3 separate regions of the Mus musculus genome follow, and all the other regions are linked to region 3. The links are chromatin contacts, called in public ChIA-PET and Hi-C maps. All regions are on one chromosome and are shown on one strand. The core of a region is the stretch at or near the end of the contact, and the rest is flanking DNA. Distances in the headings are between cores, read along the strand shown.

Evidence for each region. Hi-C and Micro-C count contacts between places; a contact is called where the count stands out from the background. ChIA-PET counts read pairs in DNA pulled down with a chosen protein or histone mark.
Region 1: a contact with region 3 is called in an RNA polymerase II ChIA-PET map of CD8 T cells, with 10 times the contacts expected there. The contact joins two enhancer-like sites. A contact is called at or near these places in 1 of 39 promoter capture datasets (the C10 cell line), 1 of 15 datasets of contacts at CTCF or cohesin (CD8 T cells), 5 of 484 Hi-C or Micro-C datasets (B cells, effector CD8 T cells, embryonic stem cells and 1 more), 6 of 115 datasets of contacts at active chromatin or transcription factors (CD8 T cells, DN3 thymocytes, T-cell acute lymphoblastic leukemia and 2 more) and 1 of 9 other capture datasets (embryonic stem cells).
Region 2: a contact with region 3 is called in a Hi-C map of the P5424 cell line, with 3 times the contacts expected there. The contact joins two enhancer-like sites. A contact is called at or near these places in 1 of 15 datasets of contacts at CTCF or cohesin (CD8 T cells), 17 of 484 Hi-C or Micro-C datasets (the P5424 cell line, bone marrow-derived DN3 thymocytes, bone marrow-derived dendritic cells and 11 more) and 5 of 115 datasets of contacts at active chromatin or transcription factors (CD8 T cells, DN3 thymocytes, T-cell acute lymphoblastic leukemia and 2 more).

The regions. Positions count from the first base shown.
Region 1 is chr14:53,800,604-53,805,160 of GRCm38.p6, reverse strand. It overlaps Tcra. Among named protein-coding and RNA genes, the nearest start is that of Gm30392, 190 kb to the left of the region's middle. Within about 2 kb of position 2,485, at least 21 of the 459 cell types and tissues checked have an H3K27ac peak or open chromatin away from gene starts, as enhancers often do. A contact at or near this core is called in CD8 T cells, memory CD8 T cells and thymic regulatory T cells, where this site is marked.
Region 2 is chr14:53,889,263-53,893,789 of GRCm38.p6, reverse strand. It overlaps Tcra and a transcript of Gm30392 not described here. Among named protein-coding and RNA genes, the nearest start is that of Gm30392, 100 kb to the left of the region's middle. Within about 2 kb of position 3,124, at least 1 of the 459 cell types and tissues checked has an H3K27ac peak or open chromatin away from gene starts, as enhancers often do. A contact at or near this core is called in the P5424 cell line, where this site is marked.
Region 3 is chr14:54,225,596-54,230,056 of GRCm38.p6, reverse strand. No RefSeq gene overlaps it. Among named protein-coding and RNA genes, the nearest start is that of Dad1, 26 kb to the left of the region's middle. Within about 2 kb of position 2,371, at least 240 of the 459 cell types and tissues checked have an H3K27ac peak or open chromatin away from gene starts, as enhancers often do. A contact at or near this core is called in CD8 T cells, the P5424 cell line, memory CD8 T cells and 1 more, where this site is marked.

The DNA of each region.
Region 1 (4,557 bases), core at 1,236-3,735, 430 kb after region 3:
AGGCAGGAGCTGATGCAGAGTCCAAGGAGGGGCTCTACTTATTGCCTTGCTCTCCATGGCTTGATCAGTCTCTTTCTTATAAAACCCAGATCTGCCATCCCAGGGAATGGAACGACCCACAATAGGCTGGGCCCTTCCCCATCAATCACTAATGAAGAAAATGCCCTATAGTCTAACTGCAGCCCATTCTAGCACGGAGGAGCTTCCCCGACCCCCGCCGTGTTGTTTGACCTCTATGGTGAATCTATTCTTGTGTTCTAATTTTAACAGCAACAATCATAAATTCCGAAGTATCACATAATTGAACAAGTCAGGAAATCTTTGGGCATCTGTTTTTCTCCATCAGTTACTCTTGCTCCCGTATCTCGGGTTGTTTTCTAAACACAAAAAGTGAAGAGCGATGGACATAAGTTAGCAACAAAGAAGGGGGAGGGAGGGAGGGAAGGAGGGAGTAATGGAAGGAGAGAGAAGGGTGGGAGAGAGAGAGAAGGGGCAGAGAGGGAGAAAACAAGCTCAGACATCCTCTCTGCCGTGTGTAGTCATGCCGAGACTTATCTACAAGACATGCCATTACTTCCAGCCTCCACTAACCCATATAACAGGGCCTTATGTCATCAGCCTGCCAGTCCTTCTGAGCCCTCCTACATTATTACAGCAGGGGAAGGCTGCATTTCCCCCAGACAGTTCCTACTACACCACGTTCAAACCAGTTTAAGCTATGAACACTAGAGGGCAGCAAAGCCAGCGTTAAGTCACAAAAGTTAGTTGGCCATCAGGTCGACAGTCCTTTAGGAAAGAGCTTCGCACTTCATTTTCCCTAGGGAGGAGTTTGCTACAGCTGGATTCCCACAGCAGGAAAACAGATAACAATTTCACATTTGAGTAAAGCTACACCGAGACAAGGAACACAAACCCCGATCGGGCGACGCGCTCCTAATCTGCCCCTCAGGTTCTTTGTACTTCAGAGCACAGGAGTGCAGGTGTGACACCGCAGATGCTCAGCCCTGCTAACAGATGAGCTCATTACCCTCTTGTTTTGTTTTAAATCTGTGGATAGTTGCACAGTCTGTACTTAGGGTTGGAATCGTTTTCTCAAAGTCCCTTTAAAAGCCATTTGAAACAGTTATGGCACCACCACCGAGGGTCCAGTCTTGCTGCTCTTTTACAGAAAGAAGTCATCGTTTTTTTTTTTTTTTTTTTTTTTTTCTCTTAGCTCCAGGTGTCACTTCCTCATGACTCAGGGTGCTGTGCTGACCTCAATAGAGAGGGGAGCAATCAGAAGTTTATTTTCATTTGTCTGGCGAGTAATGATATAAAGTGCCTGGAGTAACTGGATATTCATATTTCTGAAATAGCTGGGTTTTGATATTTTCATTGATTTTATTGACTCAAGCAAGTTTGTTCCTACTTTGTGTTTTCTGAGTCTTCTTCCAAAACTATGCGTTGTAAATGTGGTTTTACAGATTATTCTTTGACTTTTTCATCTTTTCTTTTTGGGCTGCTCATAATTTCCACCTCCGTTTTAAATAATAGATTTTATTTATTGAATGTGTGTTCTTTTCTTAAAGATTTGTTTATTTTATGTGTATGAATGCTGAGTGTTTGTCTGCATGTTTGTATGTGTGCCACATGAATGCCTGGTGCCCACAGAGGTCTTAAGAGGGCACTGGATCTCCTAAGACTGAGGTTATGGAAGGTTGTCAGCCACCATGTGGGTGCCGCCAGACAAACTTGGATCTTCTGCAAGAGTAACAAGCTCTCTTAAGTGACAAGTCATCTCTCCAGTCACAACCCCCCCTTCTTAGTTGTGTTTTTTTAAACAAAATACAATTACAGATATGTTTATAGAAAGCTTTAAAGTTTCCTTTATTCTGTTTAAGAACTTTTAGAATGGTTTCTCCCAAATAACTTCAGTTGTTTCACACAATAAGTCTTTCTTAAGGACATTTCCCATATGTCTTCCCATTAACACATAATGAAGAACTACACCTAAACAAACACTGAAGACTGGATTTTTCCTTCATGTCTGTCACACTTTTTGGATTAATCACAGAGGCCAGTTTGAGGAACTCGTCATCAAATCTATGATTTCCTGATCAAGGACATTCTTCTATTAAAAATAAATCCAGTGCTGGACTGACTGTGGGCTTCAGTTAAGAGAAGGAAAAGCTATGTGTAAAACCCGGCTGTAGACATTGGAGTATTCATAGAAACAAAGGCCACGATCATTCTGAAACTGCTTCCGGATTAAACTCAGTGCAAGTGTGTTTATGGGTGTACTAAGCATGTTTTCCTAACCTTCCACTAATTTACATGTCTTAACATAAGATGTGCTGCTGAAAGATAACATTGTGTCTTACAGGATTTCAGTAGTGGAGTCATAGAGTGTTAGCAGGAAATGTGACTTGGCTAGAAGACCAACTATCACCCACAGACATGGCTCCTCTTTCTGTCTCCTCTTTGGGGAGAGTTATGACGTAAACAGGAAGCCCAATGTTTCTATGTCTTCATTTGAACTATAAGTGTTGTTGAGGGAGGTGCAGGATGGTGCCAAGTTCACAAGTGGGCATTGTGGTAGATTTACATTGTCTCAAACACCTGGCCATGATACTTCCCAAAGTTGCTTCCTTACACATTAGGACTGGCCATGAGAGAAACCATGCAGGGTAGAAGGTGGGTGTTATCTCTGCATGTTGGCCTGGGCTTCAGGTACTCCTGTATGTGCTTATCAATTTAACAGCTTCTCTTCCCTTTTAAAATTTATTTCTCTTTTCATTCCTTAGAGATGGAGACAGCACTCAAGGCTTTGTGCATGTTAAGAGAATACTCACACTCAGTTACATGCTCAGCCCATCAGCTCTCTTATTGTACCTCCCCCACTTTCCACTCTGCCTCCTCCTTGAGCTGCTCTGTGTACATTCTCCATAGTGCAGATCCGGGTGTAGTTGTTGGGATGAACAGTTGAACTCATGTCCTTGCCCTTTCCCTACTAGGCTTTGTTTTAACTGTGTACAAGCAAAGATGCAGGACCACAGGGAGTAACAAGAGGAAGAGATTAGCCCATGTACACATGTACAGTGGTACCAGTTAACTGCTTCCCAAGGTCACCCTCCGGACAGTATTAAAGGAGGTTTGTCCTTGTGAACCGCAGGTATCCTCATTACATCCTTTCGGGTCACAGTTCAGCCAAGTGTCTTTCCATCATCCATCCAGTTTTCCTTCCCATGTGTTAGTCCAACTCCTCTGCAGATATGGGCAAGGAAAATAGCTTTGCACAGAGTTCCCACTAACTCTTGGAACCATGTGATTTATAACTTTTATAATTGACCTCTTCCTCTTGTTACTCACTGTGGTCCTACGTCTTTGATTGCACACAGTTAAAACAAAGCCTAGTGGGAAGAAGGCAAGATCATGAGTTCAACTGACAATCCCAACAACGACACCAGATCTAAGCTGTGAGCATCTTTAAATGAAACTAACACTTTATTATGGGATAGTTATCACCTCTAAAAATCTTTACACACGTTCTGTGCGATTTACTTATGATTCAAGGATTCAAGACATAGTGTAGCTGAGGAAAGCTACTCCTGACAACTGTTTTCAAAGAAGACAGTTTCTCTTGTAAGTATCCTCTGATCCAGACCACAGATAAAGCGCCCATGGCAGGAGCTGCCCTCTTGCCTGGAGTCTGCAGGTGTGTATCTCAGGCGGGATCCTTCAGCAGAGGCTAGCTCAAGTGAGCTCCTGGGTTTTTGTCCAGGGTTTACTATCACTTCAAACCCTGTGGGGCCTGGAGAGCACAGAAATAGTTCACGGAGTTTTCCAGAGGTACAACTAAATGGCGAGGCTAGTGGAGCTAGCTGATTTCTAGAAGAAGACAGAACAGAGACCGGTCTCTGCACTCTCACTAAAAGAACTTTGGCAGACTAGGAAAATATCTTACCTGGAAATTTGTTTGGGCCAAGAAAGGTGGTGTGACTTCTGAGCAGGGTGACGACTTCTTCACCATCTGAATGGGTCTGAAAGGACTTGAGGTGCTTTCTAGATCCCGTGGGAACAATCAGAAAACAGATGATGGTTTGGTGCAGAGAATAAAATACGGTGGAAACAGGCCGATCTATAAATGACCGACAACCTAACTGAACGCACAGTCAGCTCTTCTCCAATCCCTGTTGTCCCGCCAGGTCTGAAGCATCACGTGCCTGGGAGCAATGTCCCCTTGTTAATATCACTAGTTAAATATGAATCATCTATTCCAGAGATATACAAACATTAACATGCAGCAGGCAGAGAGCAGTGTGTGAGACATGTTCCTCTGCATAATCATGTACTCTTTGTCTCGGCTCAGAGTTCTGAGTACATATATGTTACCTCAGTTATGCTATGCCCCAACCAGGAAATGGATTGCCCCAGGTTCACAGGCCACAGGATTGAACACAGACGAGAAAAAGCATGGCTCACCACAAACCGTTGCTTCTTATCTCCTTGACTTTCCCTGGTAATTAAGTCAGGTAGTAACTGAAAACAGAGAGCTGTGAAAGCCAGTAGCTTTGAGGG
Region 2 (4,527 bases), core at 1,875-4,374, 340 kb after region 3:
CCTGCGCCTGACTTCCTCATTACCTCAGACTTAGCCACATCCCAGCCGCCTGCACTGCGCAGACGCCATGCCTCGTCAGCTCGCTTGAGGTGTTGTCACTTGCTGTGAACCAATGGACTGCCGTTACGTGACTGGGGTGGAGTCAGTAGGGTATTTAAGGCACACCCCGGGGTTGTTGGGCGGGGGTAGGGGGTGGGGGATTCCCATTCCTGCATTGCAATTGGAAGTGTTCCTGAATAAACCTGCTTGAAGAAGGACAACATGGTGTGCAGTGGTGTGCGTCTTTCCTGATGGTCGAGTGGATGCGACAGGGTTTGATAAAGACATCTCAGTTAGGACTGAGTACTTCAAAGTCTTTCACTTTCTGCACATTGTTGAGTTGTGTGTGTCTCTGTGTTAACTCAGTGTTAATTATCATTTACTGCAAAGATAAACACACAAAAATGGTTCTGTGACAAAGTTTGAGTGATATTATCCATTTTGGGATAAATATATATATATACCATGATATATATAACATTGATTTGTCATTTGGAATCATTTTATTGATATGTTCATTTAGCAGAATAATTAGACTTTCTCCTAGGTCCATAACCTATTTAGCCTTAGGTCCTTGACCACTTTAGCAACATCAGATATCAGATATGGGTTCCATCTCGCAGAGTGTGCCATAAACCCAATTTTTAAAAGTGGTTGGTTACTCCCATAACATTTATGCTGCAGTAGTTTTTGTAAGAAAGTCAATATTGTAGTTTGTAAAGCTCGTAGCTGAGTGATATTAGTGATTACTTTTCTCCTCTAGTAGTGTTCAAAGTACCTTCCAACATCATGGATTCTAGTCAGAGGGAGTAAAGCTTCTAGTTGGGCACCAGATGGATTTCTCCTTGATTGATGACATAAATAGGTGATGTCTCAAACACTTGCAACTTACCATTAAGTTCTGGCGGGTAATCAATAGTATTGGCAATAGCCTGTGAGTTTTTTCTGGGAAGAGTGTCTATGGGACTTTGTAGCCAATGACTCAACAAGAAGTATCTAATTTCCTGTACTGGGGATTTTATTTGGTAGAATAAGATGTCAACATGGAACATTCTATCTTCTTTCAAATAAGCATATATTTTAGGATGCTTCAAAAGTTCTGGCCATAATCTCTCTTTTAGCGTTCCCTCCCATCCCTCTTTCCACTTAATCACCATATGGTGATTTCTCCTTTATCTATTTATAATACTATATTCTCTTTCCCTTTCCCTGCTCCTCCCAGGTTCATTGCTAGCTACACAACCTTTGTGGTTAATCTAAATAAAACATATCTAAAGCTTAAAAAACTATAATGGTTAGTTTTTTGTGAACTTGACATTTGAAATGAGAGAAGCTCAATTGAGAAAATGTCTCTATGTCTCTTCCCAAATGACTATAGCTTGTACTAAAGTGACAGTAAAACTAACTAGCATAGATCCACCTCCTTTGAGGTAGCCTTTCTTATTAGCTTTGTGCCCACCAATTAGGCTAGTATGGCTAGCAAGCAAGGAATCCTCCAGTGTCTCTCTGATTTCTTATTGATGGGATTGCAAGTGTACAACATCATATAATACATACATACATACATACATACATACATACATACATACGTATGTACACATACAATTAATTCCCCTTCTCAGTGCTGGGATATTTGTTTGACTTGAAGTTCTGCAGATCTTGTCTGTATTATTACAGTCCATATGAGTTTGTGTGTGTGTGTGAGAGAGAGAGAGCGGGGTGGGGGTGGGGTAAGAGGGAGAGGGAGGGAGAGAGAAGCCATCTAGGAAAGGCTATGGCAAGCAAGTGAGTTTCCTGGAGATGGCCCACTGTTTTACATGGCTGTGATGGGGGCACTCTGGAGAGAGATGGCCCCAGAGACTTTGCTCTAGGATTGCTTCTTATCTGCTGTTATACCTTTTCTGTCACTGTTACATAGCCTAATGATTCCTGGGCATCAGCCCATCCTATTGAGCAAATTTCCTGCAGATTAACATGAAGATAAAATTTCATGAATTCATATTGATTAGATGAATTAATTACTTTTTAGAATTCCTGATCTGATTCAAATAATTTTAGGAAGAGAGTTTAAGGAGATTATTTTAGTTGTTTTGCCAGAAAGATGTAATAAACTTAGAATCAAGAAAAGAATGTGCCCCTTTCTCATAGAATAAAGTGAGTCAAGGATGCATAATAAAAAATACAATGAGCTTTTATAAATTGTACTAAGAAGAGAAATAGGCTTGGGATAAATTTATGATCAAGGAAAAACATTCATTCTTTGTCAGGTCCGAGGATGAAACCACAGGTGTGCACTATGATGAAGCAAGGTCATGTGAAAATGTTGCTTTGAGCTTATAATGAGCTTATAGAATGAAACACTGTTTTGAACTTACTATCGACATCCTTCTGTAACTCCTCTTTTGTGTAATGTTTTATCTATGAGGTAATTTTATAAAGAACTTTTGTCTAGGAAGGTATAAAAAGGATGAGAGAAAAAGTGTGGCTGTTGAGGCTCTGCTCTATCTATCTATCTATCTACACACACACACACACACACACACACACACATAGATATATCTGTGTGTGTGTGTGTGTGTACCAAAAACCAACTCCCTTACCTTTTTGAGACAGGGTTTCTCACTGGCCTGGAACTCACCAGGTAGGTTGGTTGGGTGGCCACTGAACCCATAAAGCCTCCTTCCTGTCTTTTTCCCCTCAGCATATATATTAAAACTGAGCACTACCACCCTTACTTTTTCTCTTAAATGTGAGTTATGCAAATTGAACTCAGATCCACGTTGGTGTAAGGCAAAACACTTTACCAACTGAGCTATCTTTTCAGGCCTACATATTTTCCTATGTTGTTGTTGGATACTGTTACTTTACTGAATATGTTTATCAGATCTAAGAATTTTCTTGTGAAACATTTAGGGACTTCTAAGTATGAGATAAAGTGTCTGCAAACAGTGACAATTTGACCTATTTTTCCTATGTAGATTTTTATTCTCTGTCTTAGTTTATTGCTTTATCTAAGAGCCCAAGCACTGCTTTGAGTAACAGTAGAGTGGGCACTTTTGTCTCGTTGCTGAGTTTAAAGTAAATCCTTTCCCTTATTAAGTATAATGATGGCTGTACAGTTGTTGTAGATAGCCTGTACTCTGTTGAGGTTTGTTACTTCTGTTCCTAGATTGGACCCAGGGCTAAATGAAAGAAAGAAAGGGAGCAGGAAGTTGACGTTTGTCTGTCTGTCTGTCTTTCTCTCTGTGTAACACGACAGATTCCTTTCTAGCTTTCTCCTTTGTTCATATAGTAGCCTGTGAGTTATTTTCTGTTCCTGGTTTTTCATCTGATTTGGTGATCTTTTCTCTATTTTGCTGCTCTTCCCTTGCAGGTCCTTGACTGAGTTCATTTACTTGTTTATAGCTATTTTGAAATCATTTATCATTTTTTTGCTAGAAATATGTTGATAACATCAGCATTTTACCTATCTTAGTACCTTTGAAATCAGTAATTGAGGTCGTATAATCCATTAGAACAGGTGAATTGTCTTGCTTTTCATTTTCCTTGTGTTTCAATTCTGCGAGTTTTACATCTGTTGGTTTAGATGTCTCTTCTGGCTGTACTTTGGTTTCATCTGATTGAGAAACTTTCTCATGATCCCCCCACTGTCAGTACTATTCACTGAGGAGAAAACATTTTAACAGAGCTTCTGCTCCCCTCCCCTGCTGGGAGCCACTCTCCTGCAGTTGTCTTCAGCTTGGGTTACTTTCCATGCTGTGTCGCCTACTGTTGTCTTTGTACTTTTTCATGTACCTGAGCACTACCTTTATAGATTGCTGCATCTGTTTTCCTTTTTCCTTTTGGAATTGAGTCTGTCTTTTCTTATTTTGACTCTTTCACTTTTTGCCCGAAGGAAAGTTAGAGTTTACCACCTTACCTGGAAGAACATAATGAACTAAAAAAATACTATTTGGGGTCTTCTGGAAAAAATACATCTCTTGATAGATATGTCATCAATTTATATATTCAACATAGTTGCAGTACAAATTAAAGTTGAGTTCACAATTAAAATTATTCATCATATAAGAAATCAGCTATCACAAAGTTTTTTGTCTAAAAAATTCAAGATAACATAAGGCAAAGATTCAGCCCCTTGGTCATCAAATGCAAAAATTATCAGATAAAAATGTTTGAGAAATCAAGACTTAAAAAAATGAAATAGAACATCAATGATAAGCCAGGAACCTGGCATGGGCCTCCTTTCATCATTGCCATCTACCCTTCCTCTGCAGGGCTCTTTTGGCTCTCTGGGGTCATTTATGGTTCTACATGAATTTTAGGAATTAAAAAAGAAATCTGTGAAGGATTAGAATATGTGGGAATTTTGCATTGAATGTTTTTTTTAGATGTATATTCCCAGAATCCTAACACTGGGAAGTAGGAAATACTAGAATCTTGGGGCTTGCTATCTAATCAGTCTAATTAATTAGTGAGTTCTAAGTTCTG
Region 3 (4,461 bases), core at 1,122-3,621:
TGGGTATTTCCTGCCCAGACTGACCATGAAACAGACCAGTTGCTCCCACAACCTAAACCATGTTATTTGATCCACTTCACTCTCAAGTTCTGCCAGTCCCATCTTACGTCTGTCTGTGCTTCTTCCATCTGGTGTTTTCTTTATTTTTCCTTGGTTGATAAATTTAATGTGGATGTTTCAGAGAATGGAAGGAACTGGATGGTTTCAAAGTGGATTTCAGGAGGGCTTCAAAACTGGAATCCTGTGGCCTCTCTTTTTGTTTTTGTTTATTTCTGTTTATTTATTTATTTTGGAGACAGGGTTTTTCTGTGTAGCCCTGGCTGTCCTGGAACTCACTCTGTAGACTAGGCTGGCCTTGAACTCAGAAATCAGACTGCCTCTGCCTCCCAAGTACTGGGATTAAAGGCGTGCGCCACCACTGCCCAGCCCTGTGGACTCTGGAAGGGTGGTATGCTCACATTTCCAGGACAAACACACCCTAGGATATTGTAGGACACACTGGCTGGAGGAGGAATGCTTCTCAGAAAACCTGCCTTGAGGGGAGGTGCCTGGAGCGATTGTATCCTGCTACTACTGGCTCAAGGAATCCTACAATCAGGGAAGCCCCTGGGGTGCCAGAGAGGAGGGAAAAAAATGTGTCTCCTCACAGGTGATACAGTGAGAAGCATCAGGGGGGCCATGGGATACCGTGGGGTCCTGTGGTCCTGAAAAAACTGTGACCTTGCAAAAGCTGGAAGTCATGGAAGGAGTAACAGATGTGCGTGATAGAAGCTACTGGGGCCACAGTCACGGGCGAGGTGGGGGACCGCTGCTGAGCGGGGGACCTGGCGGGCCCCAAGCCTATGTGAGCGCCGGCATCCTCACGCAGCAGGCTGCTTTTATCGCAGCATGGGTGCATCCGAGCAAGCGCGCAGGATTATGGTCCATCCTTTCGCTCGTGCTGCCATCCCACTGCTTTGTGTCTGCCTGGGGATTTCGGTTCGCGAAGCATTAGCATACCATTATCTCCTCAGACAACAGGGAGAGAAGGTGGGCATGCATTCCGGTCTCCGTGTGAATAATGGAAAATGGAGAGAGACAGGGGAAAGTTAAATGTGCCACGAAGGACACTGAAGCTTACAGACCCTGCTTTGCCTGACCCCTGCCTGCCTGAGGACTGCCAGGAAGATATTAACAGAGGCCATAAAATTACAGCCATTACGTCTGTCTCCCATGCTCACACAGTGCCCGGACTGTCTGTGCCTTGACTTTAGGCAATCTTGAGTTTAATTTACACACACTGAGGTGCAGCAAACCCAGGCTTTCCAGCTGGATGCATTTTGACAGGCATCTACCCCGATGTGCCCATCATCCAGGTTCAGATCAACCGCCCCGAATTCCAAACCCTTGTTCTCCTTTCCCATCAGTCCTTTCTCCCTAGAGACACCTAGCATGTGAGTACCTGTTATGGGCGACCCCTTTGGCCATTTCTTAAACTTTAGTTGTATGGAGTCAGAGTCCCTGAAACCTGACACAGTGTCTGCCCTTTAACAGGTATCCCGCTGGAAGAAAGCCTTCGTTTCTAAACTACCTGAGAGAATGTTGGTACAAAGAGGAGAACTGAGGCTGCGGGTTTACAGGCTACAGAGTGAAGTCATGGATCCTGGGCCTGCCGGGCCCCATATTCCATCTCCTGGCTTCCAACAGGGTAGTTTCTTTCTGGGTTTCTCTTGTAGCTAGGTCTCCTAAACCTGGGTAGGCAGTGCCCCCTGCTGCCTGAAGGCCTGACCCTAGACTCTTTGCAGGCAGAGAGGATCACACAAGTCTGGAGTCCAGTGACTGGCACAGGGCAGGACCCTGTGAAACAGAAGCCACTTGTCATTTTATTTTCCTTTGGAAAGAGTTTTTCCGTAGGATGCAGGGATTTTCTTTATCCCGAATAAACACGCCGAGGGAGAAAGCCTTTTGGTGGAGTACTGCTGCCCCCGTGTGGCTACCTTAAGACACTACAACAGAGTGGGACTCCCAAGACGAAAGTTTTTCAGGTTTCAGGTTCTGCGACTTCCTAGGACCCTGAGAGACAGATGTCCACTAGGGTTATCTCTTGACACTTAAATTTCCTCCTGGAGTGGAAATGAGAGCGAATGGGGCTTCTTGTGGAAGGTATCTGTTGGGGAACGAGCCTTAGCTGTGTGTGTAGGCAGCTGCCTCTTTCACAACCTGTCCAGCACAAGCTGGACTGGACATAGACTTTCTCCCTTGAACTAAGTATATAGACTTGTCTAATTTGAGGGCAATAGAGGTCAGGGGAGGGGGACTTCTTGGGAGTGGAGCCGCAGTGCCTCCCCAGCCGGCTGCTGTGAATGGGTGTTACCACCAAGACCTGCAAGCCCCACCCAATGTGCTCTCCGTGGCCTTCTTTTCTGCACCTGTGGTTGGGCTGCGGTGTAACGGCCCAGCCTACCTCTTCTGGGCACGTGGCCCGGAGAGATCTTATCTCTAACTCTGTATTTTTAACTCCTCTTTCCAGAGGATGTGGCTTCTGCGGGAGAGCTTCAAAGGGGGACCTGTTTGCCCATGTCAGCAGCCGTGACGTCATGGAAGTGGGAGGCTGTTCAGACCCAAACACCTGGAGGGAAGTGGGAAACTTTTTCCATTTCCTGTTCTACTTCTGGCTATTGATTCACTATCTGACCAGCTTACCCATTTCAGGGTGCAGCTGTCTGTGTGATTCTTGGAGGAAATCCTATGCCTTGTGTGTCTGTATGAAAGGAGACAGCTGTGTTACCCATGTGGCTTTTACCCAAAGCAGGGCTGGCGATCCTTCAGACTGCCCCCCACCCCACCCCACCCCCACCCGTAGCCAGTACATGCAAGAGTTACAGTATTTGACAGGTCTCTCACACTCACCTCTGGGAAATATCCCTCGGGGACCCAGACTTCAATCTTGTCCAGGGCGGGGTGGGCTGGATATAGACTTCCTGCTTTGTAAACCGGAAGCCCTTCTTCCCACATGTTGCTCGAGGAACTAGGTTTCAGTGGGTTTGTGTGGGTCACTGGGGAAACTGAAATGGACATTAAGTGACCTTTGGCCCTGGATGCTGGTTCTCATGTAGGACCAGAGTCTTTAGACTTTTAGAAGCCAGTGTTTCCTGGTAACTGTCCTGCAGGATTCAGTCAACAGTCATGAAGCTAATGTGAGTCTGAACTCTTCAAGGGCGCACCACTCAAGCTCTGATTATTCTAATAGTTTTTGCCAAGCTACTCTATTCCTTGCAAAACCGAGACAGTGGCTCACCTGGCCTCTGTTAACGCCACTACGTTCCCTCTCCAGCTCAGGTCCCTCCCAGTGACTGTGTTGACCGTCATGATGTCATCTGTTGGTATCTGTTGGGTGCAAGGTACTGCACTAGGTATGGAGGAGCTACTGGTGAGCAAGGTATTCCTCCTATCCGAAGGGTCATCTATAGTCCCTTGCCAACATGTCACCTGGTAATAAAACACTATTAGATTTGATATTAGACATGAGCTTTGGGAGTTGGATTTTATGGTATACCCCAAACAAAAATGAGACAAAACTAAACCCTTGAAGCCTCAGGGGGTGGCCTGAGTGGTCAGAGCACACACCTGTCCAGCCTGCCTGTTTCTGGACTGAACTGTGACTCCAGCTGCACCGGACAACGTTGCAGAACACTTTCCACAGTTCTAGCCTTGGAACGTGAAGGGTCCGTTTTTTTTTCTGCCTTCAGAGCTGGCCTGCAGAAAACCCCTTAGGGAGTAAGGGCATTTATCTAGACTCTAGAGATACCCATTTTACAGCTGGCCCTGGCAAGGAGTTTGCTGGGCTATGGGTGCCTTCTCTTCGGGAGTTGGTCCAGACTGGTCTGGGAGCAGTGGCAGCCTTGTGACCATTGTCATGTCTTCAGGTTTCCTCAGTAGCCTCTTCCAGACTAAGCAGTGAGAGACCCAGAGTCCGACGTCGAAGAGTCTCTGCCTGTTCCCCACACTTGTTCAGCTCCTGTGGAGATTTAGCCTCAGCTGTGGGAGAAAGTTCTTGTTCTGATTGGATGGCGATGAAGTTGACTTTGATCTATCAGTGGCCTCCTGTCTGCCTTGTCCCGGCCTCGCTTGAGTTGGGGCTGGAAGCTATCTATATTCACTTCACCGCTGTGGGAGGCCCTTCAAATCCCTGCCACGTCACCTCACTCTGGTCCTCAGGTGACGTTAGGGTTCTTGTGACCTCTGGATGTTGCTCTCTGGGGACACTGGGCTAGCATGGTTCAACCGAGGCTGGGCCTCTTTCACGTTTAGTGAGGAGGTCTGTCTTTGATTCCTATACTGCCTTCTAGGCTTCTTACTCTGTTCCATTCCCACAAGGTCCCCCTTCAGCCTCTGCATTATGGCAGCCAGTTTTTAGGAGCCCGGCATCTCCTCAGCCACCCACGCTTTCTTTGCCTGGATTTTTTTTTTTTTTTTTTAATA